Regions from separate parts of the Mus musculus genome. Here all the other regions are linked to region 3. A link is a contact called in public promoter capture Hi-C data. All regions are on one chromosome and are shown on one strand. Each heading gives the region's core, a stretch centred on a gene start, on an enhancer-like site or on the middle of the called end of the contact. The rest is flanking DNA. Distances are from core to core; before and after follow the strand shown. Region 1 holds the start of Tnk2os (tyrosine kinase, non-receptor 2, opposite strand). Region 2 has its middle 9.0 kb from the start of Gm34766. Region 3 holds the start of Ubxn7 (UBX domain protein 7).

What was found. Promoter capture Hi-C pulls out the DNA fragments that hold promoters and counts their contacts. Capture Hi-C pulls out chosen DNA fragments and counts their contacts.
Region 1: a promoter capture Hi-C map of adipose tissue shows a contact between it and region 3. The contact joins the promoter of Tnk2os here to the promoter of Ubxn7 in region 3. A contact is called at or near these places in 2 of 115 datasets of contacts at active chromatin or transcription factors (acute myeloid leukemia and effector CD8 T cells) and 3 of 9 other capture datasets (adipose tissue, embryonic stem cells and macrophages).
Region 2: a contact with region 3 is called in a promoter capture Hi-C map of embryonic stem cells, with 2.5 times the contacts expected there. The contact joins the enhancer-like site here to the promoter of Ubxn7 in region 3. A contact is called at or near these places in 8 of 39 promoter capture datasets (the 3T3-L1 cell line, 3T3-L1-derived adipocytes, the C10 cell line and 4 more), 1 of 15 datasets of contacts at CTCF or cohesin (the NIH/3T3 cell line), 1 of 115 datasets of contacts at active chromatin or transcription factors (extraembryonic endoderm stem cells) and 1 of 9 other capture datasets (macrophages).

Annotation. Positions count from the first base shown.
Region 1 is chr16:32,665,767-32,669,474 of GRCm38.p6, forward strand. Tnk2os (tyrosine kinase, non-receptor 2, opposite strand) reads right to left here and starts at 2,431. Exons shown (of 3, transcript NR_033493.1): 1 at 2,189-2,431; 2 at 1-934. It overlaps Tnk2 (tyrosine kinase, non-receptor, 2), which reads left to right. Exons shown (of 16, transcript NM_016788.3): 3 at 120-190; 4 at 2,455-2,676; 5 at 3,621-3,708.
Region 2 is chr16:32,687,922-32,691,332 of GRCm38.p6, forward strand. No RefSeq gene overlaps it. Among named protein-coding and RNA genes, the nearest start is that of Gm34766, 9.0 kb to the right of the region's middle. Within about 2 kb of position 2,095, at least 38 of the 459 cell types and tissues checked have an H3K27ac peak or open chromatin away from gene starts, as enhancers often do. A contact at or near this core is called in embryonic stem cells and extraembryonic endoderm stem cells, where this site is marked.
Region 3 is chr16:32,330,643-32,334,031 of GRCm38.p6, forward strand. It overlaps Ubxn7 (UBX domain protein 7), which reads left to right and starts at 1,610. Exons shown (of 11, transcript NM_177633.4): 1 at 1,610-1,718. The coding sequence starts at 1,646.

The sequences.
Region 1 (3,708 bases), core at 1,181-3,680, 340 kb after region 3:
TGGTGGCATTGGGTTGAGTGGTGTCCCAGGAACTGAGGAAGTCAGTTAGGTGGATAGCAGCCTCGTTGGGAGGGTGTGAGAGCTGTCTGACAGACCTCGTTCACTTTCCCTGCTTGCAGGCCAGAGGCGGCTGTGGGAGGCCGTGAAGAGGAGGAAGGCCATGTGCAAACGCAAGTCATGGATGAGCAAGGTGTGTGTGAGAAGGGTGTGAGGGGGTGGTGGGGCACCCAAGGGCCTCCCGCTGCTGGCAGGCTCAGGAGCCTTCTCCTGCTGCCCAGAGGTATAATCTCACCGATTGCCTCACACTTTGTACAGACTTTCCTCCTCCAAGCTCTTATCTGACAGGACACTTGTGGTGCTGCCTGGCTAAGTGTCTGTCTCCGCCACAGACAGACCGGTGAACGGCCTGTGTGCAGTAAGGGTTTCACAGCCTCTCTGGGTGCCGGAGCTGGGACTTGTTGATAAGTGTTCCTTCCTTTGAGTGTCAGGCCAGTGTCCAGAAAGGGGTAGAGGGGACTGTCTGGACATCTTTGCCTTGTTCTGTCTGCCCCCCAACACTTCCCTGTGCTCTCCGCTCTTCAGGTTCCTGTGGTCATCTGGCTCTGCTGACAGCTTCCTTCCCCACAGCTCCTCCCCACCCCCTAAGTTGGGTCTTTAGTGTTGTGAGTCCCTGATCTGACTCAGTGGAACTTTGCCCATTGTCTGGAAGACAATGAGAGAGGAAGTGAGCCAGCCAGGGCCTCTCTCTCTACTTCTGGCCTCAGAACTGGGGTGAGGGGTGAGCAGGGCAGAACAGCTGGACTGGGATTGGGCAGTAGAAATTTTCTGGCTGCAGTCTGGCAAAGGGGCTGTCTCTTGAGAGCCTGTGGCCTTTTCTGGGGACACAGTCCTGGTCCATCGCCCAGGTTTTTGCAGAGGATGAATGTGTGGCGACCTATTGACAATAGAGAAAAGCAGTGTGGGAATTTTGGATCTTACCCCAGTTCATAGTAGGTCTCTGGGTGATCAGTGGTCCTTTCTAAAATTGTCATGTCTTTGGTAAACCAGCATTGGCTCCATTACCCAGCTTACCATGTAGGACTGTGCAAAGGGCCTCGTGGCTGCAGTGGCGAAAGTAGATCTTGTAAATTGAACTTATTGGCAAATATTAGGAAAATACTGGGAGGAGGGGACAAAGTCCAAACAGGTCCTCAGATTTGAGCTGCCCTTAGTGTTTGATTTCGGGACAAGGGGCTGAGGGGCATATTTTACATACCAAAGCAGACCTGGCCTCCAGGGTCTCCCAGCATCCCTCAGTCCCTACCTGGCATACTCTGCCCGCCCCACCCCCCACCCCCAACTCAGAACTTTCCAGCCCAGGGGCTGCCCTTCTCCCAGAGGCTCTTCCCTAGTAACCCAGACATTTCCATCTCTCTCTGACTCTTTCTGTCTGTCTGTCTATCTCCTTCTCTCCCTCCCGCCCCTTTCTTCTCTCTGTGCACACCCTCTCTTTCTTTCTCTTTTCCGCCCATACCCCCACTTTCCCCATGACCACTCTAATGTGGCTTGAGTTGGCTCACTTCACCAGCTGGGGAGAAAGAACCTATCACTCAGCACACACGGGTAAGGTTGGCCAGCTCTGAGGGCAACGAGAAGAGTCTGTAGCCTGGCACTAGAGCTTTAGATGCCCAGTGGAGGGGCCAAGTCAGATTGCATGGCCAGGTGAGTTCCTTCATAGCCCCCCTCTTCCTGTCTCTTGACCTTTGGCCCTTCTTTCTCCAAAACAGGCCTTGGAGACCCCTCTAGTCTTCCTTCCTTCTCAGCCCTTGGCTCTAGGCGCCCCTCCAGAAATCCAGCTGTCTTTCCAGGCCCTTCTCCAGCAAAGACTGGCTTCATTTGCACTACATACACACACATAACACATACTCATGGGTCAACCTCAGACTAAAATTATCTTCTCCCCTGGGCAGGATGAAGGGCAGCCGACTCCCCAGGGAGGATAGAGACAGACAGTGCCAAATGGTTAACCCAGAGAAGGGGCCAGGGCTAAAAATGGACAGGGAGGTGTTTGGAGGGCCCCTCGGGCTCCTACCCTCTCTTTGTATGCTAGGGGCAAGAGGCTGTGCCGTTTAGGAGGTTCAGGAAGGGAAGGGTAAGATGGGGAGGAGCTGAAGGCCAGGGCTGCCAGGGCTGGGGCTTGGGGGTGTACCTGGAGGGCTTTGGGCTATCTCTGTCTTCACAGACCGTTTTGGGGTTAACTTCATCCACAAGCAGCATCTTCATCTGTTTTTGACGACTACCCTGAGGCTTCAGCTGTGGGTTCCCCGTTAGGGTGTACGCTAGAAGTGTGTGCCTTTAACAGGCTGCCCCTGGCAGCTTGGCAAAGCCAGGAGCTGTCTGAGGCTTACCAGTAGGGTGGGACTGAGTGCCTCTGGGGCCCTGGGTTCCATCTGGCTTCTGGCTGCTTTCAAACAGGTGTTCAGTGGAAAGCGGTTGGAGGCCGAGTTCCCTTCCCAGCACTCTCAGAGCACCTTCCGGAAGCCCTCCCCCACCCCAGGGAGCCTGCCAGGGGAGGGGACCCTGCAGAGCCTCACCTGCCTCATTGGGGAGAAAGACCTACGCCTGCTGGAGAAGCTGGGGGATGGCTCCTTTGGCGTGGTGCGCAGGGGTGAATGGGACGCCCCCGCAGGGAAGACGGTGAGCTCTGGGGTGGGCACCTCTCCCCTTCTGTCAGGCGACAAGTGACTAGGGACAGTTGTGAAAGTACTCACCTTTTGAGCCATGTTCAGGTTTAACTGAGCACAGTGATTTCTTTTTTTCAAGTCTAAAGATAGTTTGCTTACTATGAAAGATTGGACACGGAAAAATGAAAGGCAAAGGCCTGCAGCTCCCACTGCCCGGCTGAGGCAGGGCTGCAGCGCCCCCTCCTGCCACCCCAACCCCTGCAGGGATTTGTTGTGAGACAGCATCTTGGGTAGACCAGGGTGGCTTTGAACCTGCAGTGACAAAGTATTTTCTGTCCCTTTATCCTTTCCTTCCTTCATGGTCTTGGATCAGCTTTGAAGCAAGTGCTGTGCCACTGAGCTATGTCTCATCACTAAGATAGAAATTAGATTTACATATTTAAGTCATAGCCTTTTTTCTCTTAATTAAAACTCCCTAGTGGATAACCACACACAAACATACACGTATGGGGTGTGGGGGGATACAGATTATTGTAAATATATAGGGCCAGATGCACTTCCCAGACAGTATATTAATATTGCTAGCACCCAGCAGGATTTGTCAAGCCCTGGCCACTCAGCACCCCTTTTTCCAAGGTGGGGGGCATCCATAGATTATGGCATTATAGTTCAACTATATTATTGTTCTGTCTTTATATTGCTCATCTCTTAATTTATTGTCACTGCTAATTTGGGAATTTGCCCAGAAAGAAGAGGCCCACATTTAGTGACCTTTAGAGGTCAGTCAGCTGCCACCCTCTTGCAGTGCAGAGGATGTAGGATATAAACTGATGGCATGCTTGTGCACTCAGATGAACAGGTCTGACGCAAGGGGCTTTACTCTGAGTTGGAAGGTGCAGTTAGCTCAGTGTTGGGAACCATGAAGGTCTAACGCCCTGCTAATCCTGCACTGGGCAGGTGAGTGTGGCCGTCAAGTGCCTGAAGCCTGACGTGCTGAGCCAGCCAGAGGCCATGGACGACTTCATCCGGGAGGTCAATGCCATGC
Region 2 (3,411 bases), core at 845-3,344, 360 kb after region 3:
TGGCCTCTGCAGGTGTGAGGGAGACAGACACACGGTGCAAAGACCAAGGATGCAGGTCAAGTCCACGCACATAAGATAATAGAGTAAGTGTCGTCTGGCCTGCTGATCTTTTGGAAGGAAAGAGTGGCTTTACCTGGAGAGCATGGCTCTGGGCACTAGAGCTCAGTAAGGCAGAGAGGACATTCTGCCGAGTGACAGGCCACCCACTAAACGAATCCTGCCGGTTCTGACAAATCAGGAGCTTAGCATCAAGCATCAGCCACTCTGCCCCAATCTCCACCCTAATGCTCTCAGTTTGCCTTAACAAACCAACAAGGCCGCTTTTGGCAACAACAGTTTGTTGTTGTTGTTTTGTTTGTGTGTTTGTTTTGTTACACTCAGAGATATCTTATAGATCATTTTTTTTAACTTTAAAGATCCATTCATTCATCATATGTGAGTGCACTGTAGCTGTCTTCAGACACACCAGAAAAGGGCGTCAGATCTCATTATGGATGGTTGTGAGCCACCATGTGGTTGCTGGGAATTGAACTCAGGACCTTTGGAAGAACAGTCAGTGCTCTTAACTGCTGAGCCATCTCTCCAGCCCTATAGATCATTTTTTAACTCTATTTAAGAAAACTTAAAAAAAAACAAAAAACAAACAAACAAACAAACAAAACACTGTTGCGTGAGTTGCCAGCATGTAAGAATCTGTTGTAAAGAGTGTATTTCAGAAGGCTTTTGTAGGAGCAGGACACTGCGGTTGTTTGTGTGTGTGTGTGTGTGTGTGTGTGTGTGTGTGTGTGTGAGAGAGAGAGAGAGAGAGAGAGAGAGAGAGAGAGAGAGAGAGAGAGAGAGAGAGAGAATGAATCAGGAATGCAATGCACTGTTTTGGCTGTGTTTCCTACACCCCAGGTCTTCCTGTTGGTTTTTGCCTGGTCAACCTGCTAGCTCTTGCAATGTTACTGTGTGTAGCAGAAGCCGATTCGGGTTTACCCAGCCTGGGGAATAAACTCAGGGTTTGTTGGGCAATCTGTCAGCCCTGTTGACAGAACACAAGCTGAATAGACAGTCTGTGCCCCTGGGAGTGACATCATTGTGGCAAAATGGCAAATGCTCTGTGTCATTGTGTACCCAGGGAGGTGGTTCCCCAGAAAGCGACTCTGCTGACTTGGTAGATAATAAAATTACCAGGAAAGTGACATGGGGTGACCGTGTTTCAGTGGTTAGCTGTTAGCTCACAGAATGGACTGGCTTGCTCCTGACCCATTCTCTTTTTGTTGGGGTTTGGGGGAGAGAGGTTGAAGGTTTGAAGGTGCTTCTCATATCCTGGTGAATAACAAGCCTGCTGGGTTCCTTTTGGTCTGTAGATGGGGGTGGAGGAGGACACTCTCTTTAAGCTGGATTGATCCACTTAACAATAGTGTGGCCAAAGGGAAAGAAGAATCTAGCATGCCCCCCCCCTTGCACTTTGGAGGCAAAAGGTGTTTTTAATTTGAAGCAATTTAGTTTTTATGGAACTTTGAACTTGGAGAATGGCTCCCCTGGCTTCTGGATGCAGGAGTTCTCAATGGCGGTCCCGCAGCTGCCAGCCGCCGCCAGGTAAAATGCTAAGATGAGAAACTAAACTGTGCGGTTTTTCCTTAAATTTATTCCGTTTCTCAAACATGTATGAGACAGATGTAAGTAGTGGAGGTAGTAGATAGTACCTTTGCTCCCAGGGCCTTATATTTGGATACTCTGTATCAAGGATTGCTTGAAACTGATCTGCAGAACCTGAGCAATTGCACGTTTGTGTCGACAGCGCCACCTACCGGTAAGATGAGACACTACCCATTTGAGTTAAATTTGAGAGTGTAGGGGGCTAAGGTTGTATGAAGTCGTTTCCCAGCAAATCATTTAAGAGTCTAAACCCTGCTGGTAGGGACTCAGCCCAGGTAAACTTGGGAAGGAATATGTTCGCCTACCATCTGGTACAAAACGGGGATCAGCTAGGGTCTAATGCAAAGAGAAAGGACATTAGAACCCTGTTTCTATGGACAGTTATGGAGGCTCTGAAGGAGGCCAACCAGAGCCAGGGAGAGAAACCAGTGCTCCAGGAGTTAAGTGCTAGGATATTAAAGGCTCAGGCAGAGCACGCAGCGACTCCACCGGAAGTCCCGGCACTACTCCCTTGTGCTGTGTTGACCTTCCTTCTATTTGTCTTCTTTGGTTTTTGTTTGTTAAAGTTTGTTTGTTTGTTTATTATATGTAAGTACACTGTAGCTGTCTTCAGACACCCCAGAAGAGGGCATCAGATCCCATTACGGATGGTTTTAAGCCACCATGTGGTTGCTGGGATTTGAACTCAGAACCTCTGGAAGAGCAGTCAGGGCTGTTTTGTTTTGTTTTGTTTTGTTTTTGTTTTTGTTTTTTCGAGACAGGGTTTCTCTGTACAGCCCTGGCTGTCCTGGAACTCACTCTGTAGACCAGGCTGGCCTTGAACTCAGAAATCCGCCTGCCTCTGCCTCTGAGTGCTGGGATTAAAGGCGTGCACCACCACGCCTGGCTACTCTTTGTTGTTTTTTATGACTGCTGTAATGCCCATTGTAGAATTGGGACAGTCAGCAGAGCGCATTAGAAAAGTTAATTAGTCAGAAAAATACGTGAAACTTGATATATTAGTTTTATCTGTGCAGACATGTATGTATTAATCTTATAAAAATAAGTACATCTGGTGAATGTTAAATTATAAACTGCTTCTTATTTTTTTAAGATTTATTTATTTTTATTTTATATGCATGAGTGTTTGCCTGTATGTCTGTGCATGTATGTATGTATGTATGTATGTATGTATGTATGTATGTATGTATGATTTCCTGTGTGTATGCGTATGTGTCTGAGACGAGAAGAGCGCGTCAGCTCCCCTGGAACCGGATTCCAGGAAACTGTGAGCAACCACAGGTAAGTTCTGGGAACAGAACATGGTTCCTCTGCAAGAGTAGCAGACTCTCTCATCTACTGATCCAATATCTCCAGCACTGTAAACTACTTTTAAATTGTTCACGTTTTATGCTACTGACTTTTCATCTTGAACATCCTTGAAACACTACATACTTTGCCTTCTGTGGATAAACTCTTGTTGTGTAAGACATTATTTTGTTAACATTTCTCTTGCACACGCTCAACTGGCCAGGAAGAATGACGCTGCAACAGGATCCTTCTGCACACGTTTACTGGGAGAGCATTGATTGCATAGGCGAAAGAAGAACAACCCCAAACAAGGAAAATGATGCTGCTTATATACCCCTCCATGTGACATGTCAGCTCCTGATTAGCTGCTCACTCATTACCCCACTACTACGCCCCGGGATGGGCAGTAACTTCGCACGAATTTACTCTTGCACCTGCGCACATTACTTGTTTACCAGTTAGGCACAGCGGAGGCTT
Region 3 (3,389 bases), core at 360-2,859:
GATTAGGCTCAATGGAGTTGATGTGGGGGTGGGGGCACGTGAAAGTGGGAGGGATGTGTAAGAATGTCCAGGGGAAAATGAGTAAGGAGGTAGAGGTGGATATGATCAAGATACCCGATAAACATATATGAAACCATCAAAGTATAAATAAAAACTATCCTAAATAACTGAAATTGGTCAGGATTTCTATTGTTGTCATGAAACACCTTGGCCATAAAGCAAGTTGGGGAGGAAAGGGTTTATTTGGCTTATACTTCTACATTGCTGTTAACCACTGAAAAAACAGGGCAGGAACCTGGAGGCAGGAGCTGAGGTAGAGGCCATGGAGGGGTGCTGTTAACTGGTTTGCTTCCCATGGTGTGCTAGCCTGCTTGCTTATAAAAGCAGGGACCACCAGTCCAGGCATGGCACCGCCCATAGGCGGGCCCACTTTCACTGGTCACTCACTGAGAAAATACAGCTGGATCTCATGGAGGCTTTTCCTCCCCTGAGGCTCCTTTTTCTCTCACGACTCTAGCTTGTGTCAAGTTGACACACCAGCAATGCAATAAGTATTTAGAATTGTGCAAGTTACACACTATTACCTTATTTAAAAATAAAGTATGAAAACTAAGCTAAATGCCCCTTTCTTTTTTCTTTCTTTTGTTTTTTTAAAGATTTATTTATTTAAATGTAAGTACACTGTAGCTGTCTTCAGACATTCTAGAAAAGGGCATCAGACCTCATTACGGATGGTTGTGAGCCACCATGTAGTTGCTGGGATTTGAACTGAGGACCTTGGGAAGAGCAGTCAGTGCTCTCAACTGCCGAGTCATCTCATCAGCCCTCCTAATGCCCCTTTCATCATGTTTTTTTTTCGAGACAGAGTTTTTCTGTGTAGCCCTGGCTGTCCTTGTCATTCTGTAGACCAAGCTGGCCTCAAACTCAGAAATCCGCCTGCCTCAGTCTCCCAAGTGCTGGGATTAAAGGAATGTGCCACCACTGCCCGGCTCATCAAGTTCTTTTTTAGTTGTAACTATTATCGGTGTTTTCAGGACCACTTTCCAGTGTTCTCTTTATTTTATTTACTGTATCTGCATATATCTTTGTTTAAGGATAAAAAACAACTCCCCCCCCAAAAAACCTCCCGATTTAATATCTTTAGAAAGTAAGAATGAGCCTGGGGGGAGATATACTGAGACATTTGTTGAAGAAAAACAGAGCGAACAATCATTTACTAAAGTCTACTATAGACTGGTTCATTTTTTACTAAGCTATTAACTTACACTTTAGAATTTAAGAAACGTCACATAAAACCAAACAAAATACCTACTTTATGTGAAACCCTGAGCGTTTCATCAAGAGTTTGGTATTTCAGGTCTGAAGATTCTTTGGGATGTTGGGATTCAATGCGGTACTTAGGAGGATATCTCCGGAATTCAGAGAAGGCACCAAATGTTTCAAAGAATAGCTACCAGCCAGCAGCACAGGCTTCAAACCAAAGCGGCGGCTCGCGGAGAGTACGCCTGCGCAAAACGCGCACAGACAGGGAGAGGGCGGAGCTTCGGGCCTGCCAGTGCGCCTGCGCACAGCACGCCGCGGAGTGGGGGAGGGAGCCCCGTGTGTGTCTGTGTTGTTGTTCCGCGGCGGCGGCGGCGGCGGTAAGATGGCTGCCCACGGGGGCTCCGCGGCGTCGTCGGCGCTGAAGGGGTTAATCCAGCAGTTCACCGCCATCACCGGTAAGAGACGCGGTTACGGGAAGGTGAAGAGTCGGCTACGGGGAGGCTGTCGGGGCTGTCCCGGGCTTCGCCTCACCTTGGTGCATTCCTCACTCGGGCTCTCCCCTCAGCTCCTGCCCTCTCCTGAGGCACAGGCGACGACGGCGGCGGCGGCCGGGGTCTGCGGTTCAGGCGGGAGGCAGGTTTCCCCCGCCCCCACCCCGCGCGTGCCCCTCAGTCCCTGGATTCGGTCTCCCCTTATTCCCAGACAGGCCCCCCACGCCCCCAGCCGGTCCAGTACAGGGGATGGGCCGAGCCCGCGGTGCCAGGGGCCCGGGACCTGCGGGCCGGAGGAGTAGGGGGCCGCACCCGGGCCACCGCCCTCTTCCTCCCTCATCACCTCCTCTCGGTATCGTGCTGCCCGCGGACCAGGCGGTGCAGTCCGTTCCCCCCATGCCATCCTCTCTTCCCGGCCAGGTCATCGTCCCTGTCCCTCGGCCCCGGCCTACCCTTCCCCTCGCTGGGCCCCCCCGGAGCCTTGGCGGTGGCCCTGCCGTGTGAGGGCCGTCTCGCTTTAACGGTGAGGCGGGTGGGTTCTGCTGCGCCTTCACACATCCCGGGGGACTTGCCGCCGGGAACAAGGGGTGCGGAGGGGCACCTTAGGGACCGAGGGTTTCACATAGGAATAGGGGGGGGGGGAACCCTGAGCTTAGTGTGTGTGTGAGGCCTAAAGTAATCCTGGGTGGCCTTTCCCACCTCCTCATAATAAAACCAAACATCGAGACGATGGCGCCCGAGTCTTTGCTGATAAAATGGGGATGGCGGCAGAAACTTCTTGCAGAGAAATCTGTTTCTAGGTGTCAGTATCCGTGAAACCTTAGGCCTAGGTTTCTCTTTCCCTTCGGACCCCGACGAAGGGCAAACGCAGGTTCTCTTACCCGCCGGGAGGAAAGACTTTAAGCCATTCTGTGAATGCGCTATGTCTTGTTTCTCTCCGATGGTGCTGAACTTTTTTTGCATGAGTTATTAGAGGGCGGAGCAAATGATGAAGTTCTCTGTGGAGTGATTTGAGAGAACAGTACTCCATGTGCCTGAGTGTGATTTTGCTGTTCTAGTTTGTCATTTTGAAAAGAGGTCAGAAAGTTAGTTCCCCCTCTCAACAGGACTATCCTTTCTTTGATAATAATTTGTTTGATGCGGAGAATATTTCTAGTTTGTGTTCTTTTTTTCTAGTTTGTGTTCTTGAGTCTGACGTGTAAGATCTTTATTTTAACCAATACATGCTATTTGCAGTTTTATAATTGAAGCTAGTTTTATTTTTTGTTCGGCAACGATAATTAAGTGGCTGATGCGTTGTTTTCTGTCTTGTCACATGAAATATGTCAAAGCTGGTAAAACAAGATTTGTAATAAAATTGAGGTGAAAAGTAAGATAACTGAAATGTTGTTAAGCTTTGTGGTGGGGTTATTTTATTTATAATAACATGTGGATTTCCCAGTGCCTTACCAAACCAACATTATGGAAAGAAACTAGATTTCTGTGTATACAAGTTAATACTGCTACATTGCTTGCCTAAAAAAAAAAAAAAAATCTAGTGAGTCACACAGAGAAATATTAATCTTTCTTTGGATTTTATAAATATAGTTTAAGGTCTTACTATTTAACCTTAGGATTTTTGGGCAAGTTACTATT